Regions from separate parts of the Capra hircus genome. Here region 1 is linked to region 2. Evidence: chromatin contacts called from public Hi-C data. All regions are on one chromosome and are shown on one strand. Each heading gives the region's core, a stretch centred on a gene start, on an enhancer-like site or on the middle of the called end of the contact. The rest is flanking DNA. Distances are from core to core; before and after follow the strand shown.

What was found. A called contact is a pair of places that touch in the nucleus more often than the background predicts.
Region 1: a Hi-C map of blood shows a contact between it and region 2, with 4 times the contacts expected there. The contact joins two enhancer-like sites. A contact is called at or near these places in 2 of 5 Hi-C or Micro-C datasets (both in blood).

The regions. Positions count from the first base shown.
Region 1 is chr24:57,431,590-57,437,596 of ARS1.2, reverse strand. All of the region lies in intron 1 of NEDD4L (E3 ubiquitin-protein ligase NEDD4-like), which reads right to left. Among named protein-coding and RNA genes, the nearest start is that of TRNAE-UUC, 54 kb to the right of the region's middle. Within about 2 kb of position 3,831, at least 1 of the 5 cell types and tissues checked has an H3K27ac peak or open chromatin away from gene starts, as enhancers often do.
Region 2 is chr24:57,273,936-57,279,452 of ARS1.2, reverse strand. No RefSeq gene overlaps it. Among named protein-coding and RNA genes, the nearest start is that of NEDD4L, 89 kb to the left of the region's middle. Within about 2 kb of position 1,897, at least 1 of the 5 cell types and tissues checked has an H3K27ac peak or open chromatin away from gene starts, as enhancers often do.

The DNA of each region.
Region 1 (6,007 bases), core at 2,582-5,081, 160 kb before region 2:
CTTCACCAACTCGGTTCTGATCTATTCACAAATGTTTTCGACAGTGAACACTCACGGGCCCCTGAAAAAGCAACGATTAACATGCAGGAAATAGACCTTCGCTGGTGGTCCACTGGTTAAGACTCCATGCTTCTACTGCACGGAAAAGGTTCGATCCCTGGTTGGGAACTAAGATCCCACATGCTACACAGCAAGGCCAATAAATAAGCAAACATGCAGGAAATGCTGAGCCACACAGCACACAGAAGAGTCTGTCTGTGTTGATAACAGTACGTTCCATGAAGCAATCTGTGCGCTCGTTTACCAGAGCAGACGTGTTCCATGCATCATGTCAAGTTTTAGATTTATTGGAACTTTCTGGTAATTCTTGTTTGAGCTTTGGGGAATATGCCATGAATGAGAAGGAAGTAAAGTGAAGTCGTTATTAATGCTGGAAGGACACAAAGGACTGTGGGCGATGCAGCCTCAAGTATGGAGTGCGTTCTTCCTGGGGGGTTGTCACTCATGGTAACTAAGTATGCAGCGGCTGGTCTTTTCTTGTTTGTTTAAAGGGCGAGGAAACACCTGAATAAAAGGGGAGGCGGCCATTAACCAGAGGTTAGGACAGTGTCAATAAAGAAGGGAAACTTTCTGTGTATGTCACAGGCAAAGGCATCAGGGTAACCAAAACCACACTCACTACCATTTCAAACAATTCAAAGGAAACACATTCAGAAGCGTGATCTTTCATACCTGGGGACTCAGCCTCATTAGCTTCTAATTTTACCATTCCCACTAGGATCTGGCTCCCCAGTAAAGAGTGACAAATGGCTGCCTGCTTCCCCATAAATAAAGACTAACACACAGGAGCGACGTGGCCAACAGCCAGACTCAAACGTGTGCTCAAGTCACACTTGAACATTATAAAGAATGAACTGACTACAGATTATCTTGAACCTGTTATTCTAGACAGTAATAGGGAGAGGCTGCTTTTCCTGCTCAAAGGCAAAGAGGGTCTCCATCTTCAGTAATATATGTGCCAATTTAAATCGCCTTGTGGAAGCATGGCCTTACACAGACACCTGGAAAAATGCAAAGCAGAGAAGCAAGAGGCTGCGTCACAAACCCTGGATTAGGGGAATCTCAGTTCTAACTCTTACTTCAAACCTCAAATATTTACTAAGCACTTATTTCCCCTTAGGTATTCGGGGCTGAGCAATGCTTCTTTTCCCACCCCTCAAATTCCTTTCTAGAGTGAGTGTGTGTGTGTGTGTGTGTGTGTGTGTGTGTGTGTGTGTGTGTGTGAGCGCACACGTGTGGGTTCAGTCATGCTCAACTCTTTGCAACTCCATGGACCATAGCCCGCCAGGTTCCTCTGTCCATGGGATTCTCTAGGCAAGAATACTGGAGTGGGTTGCCATGCCCTCCTCCAAAAGATCTTCCCAACCCAGGGATTGAGCCCAGGTCTCCAGCATTGGTAGGTGGATTCTTTACCACTGCACCATGCTGGTAAGGAGAGAGTGCCAAACCACGCCCTCCACCCAAGGCAAGAAGCAGCATCAACCCTGACTCGAGTTTGGATAAGAAGCCAGCTGGGTCAAGCCAAGCCCCTTCCTCTGGTTCCACCCTTCCCACCAGGATAGAGACCTGTCCAAGGAGGGACCCTCTAGCTGGTGAGGCGCCCCAGGCCCGTGCTGGTCCTCACCGGGGTGGGCATGGGCGGGGGCGGGTGGGGGTGTTACATCTGCCTGGATCCACGTGACCGAGTCCACAGGCCCAGCCACAGAAGCCACGTCCTCCTGTGTCAAGCTTTGGAACAAGTAAAGGTGACGCTCTGGTCCTCTGTCCCCAGCCCCTCCCCAACAGTCTTCCTCAGCTTCTCTGATGGGGTGCTTTTCCTGGACCCCTGAGTGCTAGCTTCTGCTGCTCAGGGCAGACGGCTTGGCAGGGGGCGGGGGGGGGGGGGTCCAAATTTAGAGTACAAAGCCTCACCTGGAGAGGACAGTTTAAAATGCAAATTCCTGACCCTAGGCCCATAAATGCTGATGCAGCAAGCCTAGGGAGCTCTCAGAAAACTGCACCTCTAGACAACCACAGCTTAACCAAAACCACCCTTGAGAAAGCCTTGGAGAAAGTTCATGGCTCTTTACCTCTGAGCTTAAGAAACCCAGTATGTTAACGACGACTCTGATTTTCCATTTCTGGAAGTGGAATGATTTTATGGCCGATTTAGTGACCCACAGACAATGCTCACTGGACAAAACTACAAGGGAGCGATGCAATCCTGAGCGTGCTGAAACAACCAGACACGCCAGCTCATCACTGTGCCCAGCTGGACGCCAGCCTAAGTCACTCAGGGACCAAGGAGGCGTGCCGCGGACGGTGCCAGGCCCTCACACAGGGCAGGGACCGCCGAAAGGGGACACGGCAGTCTGGGGGAAAACTTGGCAGTCCTGGGTATGACTGAGTCATCTAAGAATCTTTCGGTCTAAATGCATTTCCCTTCAGATAACCTCCCACCTCCAACCCAAACCTGAAGTTCCAAAGACAGAGTGTTGTCTCGGGCCTGCCAGACAGACACAGCGCATTGATTTTTCTAGTCTCTTAGCAGAAGCAAAAGAATTGTGTTCCAAGGTCTGAGGGTCAAAACGTGACGCTCAAACAGAACTTGCTAACCTGGTATGAACGATATTCCCGGCTGTGTGTTCCTTTACCCACGGCTCAAGTCCTCTTTGTCCCAACTGCACTGTCGTACGCCCTGTCCATCCAGGACGTGTGCTTTCTCCGCTAAGGAGCTATTCAACTGAACTGACAAAGAAAACAAGTCATTCTTTTCCGTTTTCTGGCCACACCACATGGCATGTGGGATCCTGGTCCTCTGAGCAGGGATCAAACCCCTGCATTGGGAGTGCGGAGTCTTAACCACTGGACCACCCGGGAAGTCCCAGGTCATTCTTTCAAAGGTCCTAAAATCATATCATAATTCCTGGTTCTCCATTAAGACGGTGTTAGCACCCTCCCCAACCCAAGCACTGAAAATCACAGTCTGATTATTTTTCAAAAACTTCTGCAGCCATGAAAAACCTTTACACTAATCTCGGGAGGACTCCTGGGCCTCTCCAGTGCTGCTCTAATATGCTGCACTCATGAGAAGAACACAAGGTTAGCCTTCATGCTTCCGCAACAAACCAGTCTTCACGAAAAATCCAAACCTAAGCAGATTCCATCTCTCCTAGTCACAGCTTCAAAAACCTCCACCATCCTCCAAGCCACCGACGAATTCCAGGGTGAGCTCAGACACATTCCAGAAGGTATTTCCAATCTGTGATCTTAAAGCCCCTACTGAGTGCCTCCCCAGGGTTGGGGAGGGGAGGGGAGAATATAAGGTAGATACCAACAGGAATCAAGTGAAAAGACAAAAAAGCAAGCACTGGAACAATTTTCTAGTGTCAGAAAGACGAAGGCTCCTGCCATGGCAGGCAGAATAACGGCCCCCAAAGACGGCCACGTCCTAATCCCAGGGACTCACGACGACCTCAAGTCAGAGAAAGAAGGGGAGTTAAGGCGGGCCACCAATCAACCTTAAAATACAGAGTCACCCTGGATTATTCAGACGAGCACAATGTAATCACAAGGGATCTTCGGAATGGAAAAGGGAGGGGCTTCCCTGGTGTTTCAGCGGTTAAGAATCCGCCTTGCGGTACAGGGGACGCAGGTTCTATCCCTGGGTGGGGAACTCAGATCCCTCATGCCACAGAGCAACTAAGCCAGCGCCTCAACCACGGAGGCCACGCGCCACAACTAGAGTCTGCAGCGCAGTGCAATGGGCCACACCATGGACCCAAGACCCCGCATGCCTGTGACCGAGGGCTGGCCGCAGGGCCACACGGCTGGCTTTCAGCGCAGCAGAGGGAAGCCGTGAGCCCATGGATGGAGGTCTCCCACGGAAGCTGGAAAGGGCAAGGGCCTCAGGCCTGGAGCCCCGGGTTTGATCCCGCCTTGACGACACCTTGATTTTGGCCCCATGAGACCCATGTGGGACTGCTAACCTACAGGGCTAGAAGATCTGAAGTTCGTGTTGTTTGAAACCACCAAATTTGTGTTGATTTTCTACACTAACCATGGAAAACCCATCTTCAATGCCACAGAAGGTCTATGGCTCCTTTTTCTGGTCTATGATGCTGCTGCTGCTGCTGCTAAGTCACGTCAGTCATGCATGTCTGACTCTGTGCGATCCCATAGATGGCAGCCCACCAGGCTCCCCCATCCTTGGGATTCTCCAGGCAAGAACACTGGAGTGGGTTTCCATTTCCTTCTCCAGTGCATGAAAGTGAAAAGTGAAAGTGAAGTCGCTCAGCCGTGTCTGATTCTTCGTGACCCCATGGACTGTAGCCCACAGGCTCTTCCGTCCATGGGATTTTCCAGGCAAGAGTACTGGAGTGGGGTGCCATTGCCTTCTCCGGGTCTATGGTGAGTGCTAGGCAAAAAGACATGGGGGCTTCCCAGGTGGTGCTCATGGTTAAGAATGCACCTGCCAATTCAGGAGACCTAAGAGACTCAGGTTCGATCCCTGGGTGAGGGTGATCCCCTGGAGGAGGCCATGGCAACCCCCTCCAGTATTTTTGCCTGGAGAATCCCATGGAAGGAGGAGCCTGGCAGGCTACAATCCACAGGGTCACAAAGAGTCAGGCACGACTAAGGTGACTTAGCACACATGCTCAGGCAGAAGGACATGCCGGACTTTAAAAAGCAAGAGAAAAAAGATGAAGGCCTTTAGAAAAATCTTCCCAGTGATTCCAACAAGGAAAGAAAAAAATGTCTATACCTTACAAACACTGCCCAACAGCAAAACTGTCACTGGGAGCCATACTTCAGCTCCCCGTGTAAATAACACCAAATTTGCCCAAGTGTAAGAAGCTTGTGAAAACACATTTTCTAATTTGCTCGATAAATTTTAATTATGGAAGGGTCATTCAAATATTTGCTTAAGAGATAGCAAGCCCCTGAAAGCTCAAAGACGGCACGTCTGCCTTGTCTTTGCCAGTGTGTTTACTACAGATGTTCGAGGAGGGGTGTGTGTGTGTGGTGTGTGTGTGGTGTGTGGTGTGTGTGTGTTACTACAGATGTTCGAGGAGGGGTGTGCGTGTGTGGTGTGCATGTGTGGTGTGTGTGGTGTGTGGTGTGTGTGGTGTGTGTGTGTGTGGTGTGTGGTGTGTGTGTGTGTGTGTGTGTGTGGTGTGTGTGTGGACAGTCGCTCACTCATGTCTGACTCTTTGCAACCCCATGGACTGTAGTGTAGCCCACCAGGCTCCTCTGTCCATGGAATTCTCCAGGCAAGAAGACTGGAGAAAGTTGCCATTCTCCCCACCTCCCCCCCCACCCCCCACCAGATCTTCCTGACCCAGGGATCGAACCTGTATCTCTTGCGTCTCTTGCATTGGCAAGCGAGTTCTTTACCACTAGCGACACCTGGGAAGCCCGTTAAAGGAGGTATCTCCCTGCAGCAGAAATAAGGAGATGGGACCTACCTCGGGTCTAGAAGTATACATATACATATCTTCTTGGAAAAGGAAGGGTAAAGCTAGAGTGCTCAAGCCCCAGGTCCGGGGGCTCAGCTCCGAGAACACCTCGGCGTGGGCTCCTCGGCAGGTAGATCTGACCCCTGACCTTCCTACCTCAATCTGTAACTTGTCCCTGCACCCATTCTTGCCATCTCCCCGACCCCCTCCCACTGTAATCCATTTGAGATGTTTTCTATTAAGTCAGATGATGCCACTTCCCTGCTTACAACCCTTCAGTGCTATCTCACATCATCTTGAATAAAGTTCAAATTATTTGCAGCTCCGCAAGGCACCACTCAATGTGGCCGCCACTTTGGTCTTTTTTCTTCCCAGTGCCCCACACACTATTTCAGTTCCTCCAACCCACCAGAGCCTCCCAGCTTCAGAAAGCCCCTCTCCTGCCTCTGGGTCTCAGCTAAAGAGTCACTTCCTCACAGAGGTCCTTCCCAACACATCCCCCACCAAAC
Region 2 (5,517 bases), core at 648-3,147:
TCTAGGGTCAGCCTAAGTACTAAAGGAGGTCATATTTGTAAAGTCCACAGTGCTTGGGCCAGCATCTAGTAGATACTCAGTAAATGGATCTGGTGCAGGAGTGCGTCAGTGACACTAAGATACTTTGAGGCGGCAGTAGCTGCAGGCTAGGATGTCCTTGGTCACTGCCTGAAGCAGGTATCTGGGGAAGAGTTAGGCCAGACACCCCTAACAGAGCTTGGAGGCCAAGAGAAACTTAAAGGACACCCAGCGTGAGGCTGAGTCCATGTCTGAAGATGGTTATGCTGAGTGTGAAGTCTCTTGCACAGTCTGCTGTTTTAGACGCAGATCAAGCCTCTGTTCTTACGTCTTCAGCTGGCAGTAAGACGCCTCCTATTTTCAGGACCCTACAATTTCCACTTCAGTTAACTTCATTAGAAAAAAATAAATCAACCCCAGATTCTGTGAAGGAAGTTAAAGTATGTGCATTTCATGATGGCTCAGAGGGCAGAGTCGACAGGTTCTATCCCAAGAAATAGAAGATTAAGAATATTAAGAACCAGGTAGCTATAAAGATGGCCTTGGGAAGAAGGACCATCTGTACTAAAGGCTGCTCAATTATTCATTCATTCATTCAAACACGGACATGAAGACTACTATGTACAGCGTGCTAGGTCCCCTCAGTCTGTCTGACTTTTTTGCTACCCCACGGACTGTAGCCAGCCAGGCTCCTCTGTCCCTGGGGCTTCCCAGGCAAGAATACTGGAGTGGGTTGCCATTTCCTCTTCCAGGGCCCAGGGATCAAGTCTGCGTCTCTTGAGTCTCCAGCATCTGCAGGTGGGCTGTTTACCTCCAGCGCCACCTGGGAAGCCCTGAAGACTAATTATAGTATATGGGGCTGAAACTAGTTTCCCTTTCACCTCACGTTTCTACCACATGGGAGGCAATGGGGTTCAGAAAACACCACCCCCCCAAAAAAAAAAGAAAAAGAAAACACCACCCCCAATATTACAAGCTGAAGGAATTTGAGGAATGACAGGTCCTTTTCTGATCTTCCCTTTACACGGGTCATAAATTTCTCTTGTGGAGGAAAGGAACATTCTTATCTCAGAGACAAAGGAACACCAAGCAGAATGCAAACAGACCTTGCTAAACATCCCTGGTTCTCTACGCCTCCCTCCTGCACTTTGTTCCACCAAATTCCTCCAAGACTGTCCCCTCTCACCAAACCCAGCATAAAACCGTCAGGTTTAACCAGTTCTTCGGGTCTTCATTTCCTTATGAAGTCTCCCATGTCGTAGAAAACTTAAATAAATCTATATGCTCTTCTTCTCTCAATCTGTCTTTGACTGTTAAATTCTCAGACCCCATCTGAAAAGGTCAAGGAAAACTCCTCCTGTGCAAAGACAACCATCGGTGTAACACCTCTGACTTTCACTCAGACACACACACACAGACACACATACATGATTGAGAGGGAGCCTCAGGCTGGGGGATGGAAGCTTTTCCCCTTGGGTATCTGGGGTGTTGATCTCTCCAGCTGTGGCCGTGAACTTGGCCTCAGCAGATGAGTTTAATGGAAGGCAGAAAAGGGAAAACACAAGTGTGCCCAATGCCCACCGCCAGCATCTTGGGCCACCTCCCCAGGCGCCCTGGCCTGACGCTCACTTTCCACCCATGAGCCTCTTCGTGCCGGGACTGCATACTCCTCTTTCCCGAATGGCCTGAGACTTCTTCTCTGGACTAGAGCCACTTCCTGCCTCCTTGGCCACATTTCCACTCTGAGAGCAGGAGGCTTCCTGCATCATGCCAGCTTGCAGAGTCTGTCTGGCCTGTGGACCATTCTTCTAGCCTGAACCCGCCTTCCCACGGGATCATGGCACCTGCTTCCCATGAATGCCCCCCGGCCCTGGCTGGGGCAGCCCCTTCCCGGGTTACTGCTCCTCCCTGGGCTCTGCCCAGGAAACCCTGGAGCTACCCCCTCCTCCTCCACCTCCTCTACAAAGTCCTGGCAGATGAAACTGGGGCAAAGGGACTAAGCGGAAGGGTTAAGAACTGCGGCAGACAAAAGGAGCCTTTGCTGTCAGCTGCCATCTCCTGCGGGCTCTGGCCTCTGACACCGTCCTGTTAATGCTCACTCACTGATCCAGAGCACATGGTCCCCCCTTCCCACCATCTGCACAGCAACTTAGCTGCCTGGCTGTGCGTACCGCAGACTGTAAATAAACCAGGAGTCTCAACTTCTGAGGGCAAACCAAAGCGCAGAAATGACGGTAATTCCATTCCTAACCCATTGACATGCAGGCACTGATACGAATCGCGTTCCTGCTCCAGCTGTTTCATTGTCACAAATCATCCTGGGTGATAAAACCATCAGGATACATAACCAAACAACCCCCTTCCAGCTCCCACGCCTCCCCAGCTGCCAACACAGTCTCGTTTAAGTACAGCAGAAAATCTGGTGAAGCGACGGGGGATTGAAGGTCCCCTCCCTCCCCCAATGATTCACTGTCTAAAATGGATATGAACTGTGATGTTCCAAAGAAAACGTCAGAAATGATAAGCTATTGTGGCAGGATGGAGCTGGGGATTGTTTCAGAAGAACTTGGATCCGGGGCACTCAAGTTCTCCTGCTCGCTAAGATCCATGCACGTCAGCTTCTAAGTGTTGGATCTTAACAATCATTGAGCAGATGGGCTACAGCCATGATTTCGTGCGAATGTAAATTATCTCCTAAATGAAATGTGCTTGAGAGACATACAAGCAGCTCAAATTTCCAAACACAGAGGGGGAAAAAGCAGCTCACCCAAGTCCCATTATTTACTCAGCTGGTTTTGCATGAGAGTTTCTGAGCCAATGTTTTGAAGAATCTACCTCACGGTCTAAGGAACAGGGAGCGGCAGGGTGCTCGGTGTGGAATTCTTTCTCTTTCCCAGACTTCAGCAGCAAGCCCACGCCAGAGACGGAAGAACTTGGCTATTCCCTGGGCAGAGTTCAGGAAGGTTCACATTCTAATTCTTTTTTTTTCCTTTAACATACTTTAAATTGAGGTTTAATTAACGTGCAATGAATGGGGACAGCCCTTAGATGTCCACAGGGATGAATTTTGACAATTGTCAAACACTCGTGGAACCAACACCCAACACAAGATGAAGAACATATCCACCACACCAGAAAGGTTCCCTCCCTATCCCCAGCCAGGCGACCACTGATTTGCTTTCTGTCATTACAGAGTTCGTTTTGTCTTTTCCAGAATGTCGTACAAGTAGAAGCATGCAGTAAGAACTGTTTGATGTTTTTTAGATTCTTTCATCCAACATATTGGTTTTGAGTAATTCACTGAAGTTGTTGCATGTATTCACAGTTCGCACTTTTTAAAAAATTGCTGAGTTGTGTTCCATTAGAAGAATATATTATCAATTTATTATCGTATATATTATCATTTACCCAGTTATCTCTCTGTGGACATTTGGATTGTTTCCAACTGTTGGCTCTAATTCAATGAAGAAAGGAAAGTCTTTTTAACATTATCACTGGAACAACTGAATTCATGGGTAGGAAAAAAACTCAGTCACTCCATATATGAAAACTAACTCAGAATGGATCACAGACCAACGGGTAATACCCACAGACGCAAAGCTGCTAGAATAAAGCATAATAACCTCATGACCTTGGGATGGGCAAAGAGGTCCTTAGCATACAAAAAGCACTAATCATTAAGACATAAGTTAGATGTCATAAAAAATTTTAATTACATTTAATTAAAATTCACAAAATGAATAGACTAATCACAGATGGTCTAAATATAACACATGTATCTGATAAAGGACTTGTAACCAAACTATATAAAGAATGCTTACAAATCAATAATGAAAAGACAACCCAATTAAAAATGGCAAAAGACTTAGATACTTCACAAGAGATGTGGAAAAGACAAATTCGCAAGAAAAGTGTTTAACACCTTGTAAACCAATTTTTAAAATTTCTATGTGAAATTCTTCTGGTAGGCCCTCATTCCCCCTTTAACACTGGAAAACTGGATATAAAATGCTAAATGGAAATGAATCTTGCCTTCAAAGATTTAGTCTCTTAACCCTCCCAGACTCTCTGCTTAGTAATTACAAAGCACTTTTCAGAATTGCTGAGGTGAACAGGCCTGCAGCTGCCAGAGCCCTCTTTGTGTGGTTTGGTGTTGCAAAAGGGAAACATTGAGAGAGCTGGCAGCCTTGGGCCACACAGGGGAAAGGAAGTGGGTGGCTTGTGGGCTTTGGGAAGAGCAGGTGGGAGGGGAGAGAGAGGAAGTGTACAGGGGCTGCAGCAACAAAGGGCTGGGAGGCGGGGTGGGGTGGGCTCTGTTCAAGTTCAATGTCAAGTTCAGGTTTGGTGTCGCTTTTGAAAGTAGAGTAAGATAAAATCTCCAAAAGGCTGTCATCGCCAAGCATTTAAAAGTGAATCCCCTATAGGCTCCAGGTTTCTTCCATGTGACTGGACTTGGGCCAGTCATCCTAAGAAGAACAGCGTTTATAATTCATCCAGTGCAACTTCTTATTGAGCACCTACCACATTTCAGCGTCTAAAAACAAGCATGGTAAATGCATAGCTGCCCAGCACACGTCATCAGGAAGCTTAACAGACTCCACAGAGGCGGTTTCTTCATCTCATTAGTCAACTCTGCACACGAGGTAGCCAAGGAAAGTGAATAGTGACAGAAGTGCCCCCAGCGCAGGGCATTCAACGCACTGGAAACCCGCTGCTTGTTAGGGAGGCGATTATGTCACTCTCTGAGTCTGGGAAACTGCAGGGGAAAAGGCCAAGCATTTTATTTGGATCTTGACTAGAATCCAATTGAGATTAGATTTCAGGTGAAAACAGAGTTTGCTTTCTCAACACATTTTAAGGACTGTGGCAAAGTGGAGGAGAAAGTACTAAGTGTGCTAAGAAGGAGGGACGGTCTTGAGAATGGCATTGACTCCAGGGTGTGGGACTTAACAGGGGCACAGTGACATCTGATCACGCATGGTTCACGTGTGAGGGCCCCACATAAATTCAGCAGACAAAACGGATTCTCATCTATTTCAAAATGCAAGTGAATAAAATATAGCAGTATATTTTCTGTAACTCAAAAGACCCCAAATATCATTCCAATATATAAAGTGAAAGTGAAGTCACTCAGTCGTGTCCGACTTTTTGCGACCCCATGGACTGTAGCCTACCAGGCTCCTCCGTCTGTGGGATTTTCCAGGCAAGAATACTGGAGTGGGTTGCCATTTCCTTCTCCAGGGGATCTTCCCAACCCAAGGATCGAACCCGGGTCTCCCACACTGCAGGCAGATGCTTTACCATCTGAGCCACTATAACCAGTATGAAATTTGCTACTGAGGCATTTTATGTCCTTTTTTTTTTTTTAATACTGATCTTTTGCAATTAGATGTGTATTTTACACATAGGGCACTTCTCCGTTTGGACTGCATCTCAAATGCCCAAGAGCCACACACAGCTCATGTGTGTAGGAGCTCATGGCCGCTGCCGTCCTGGACG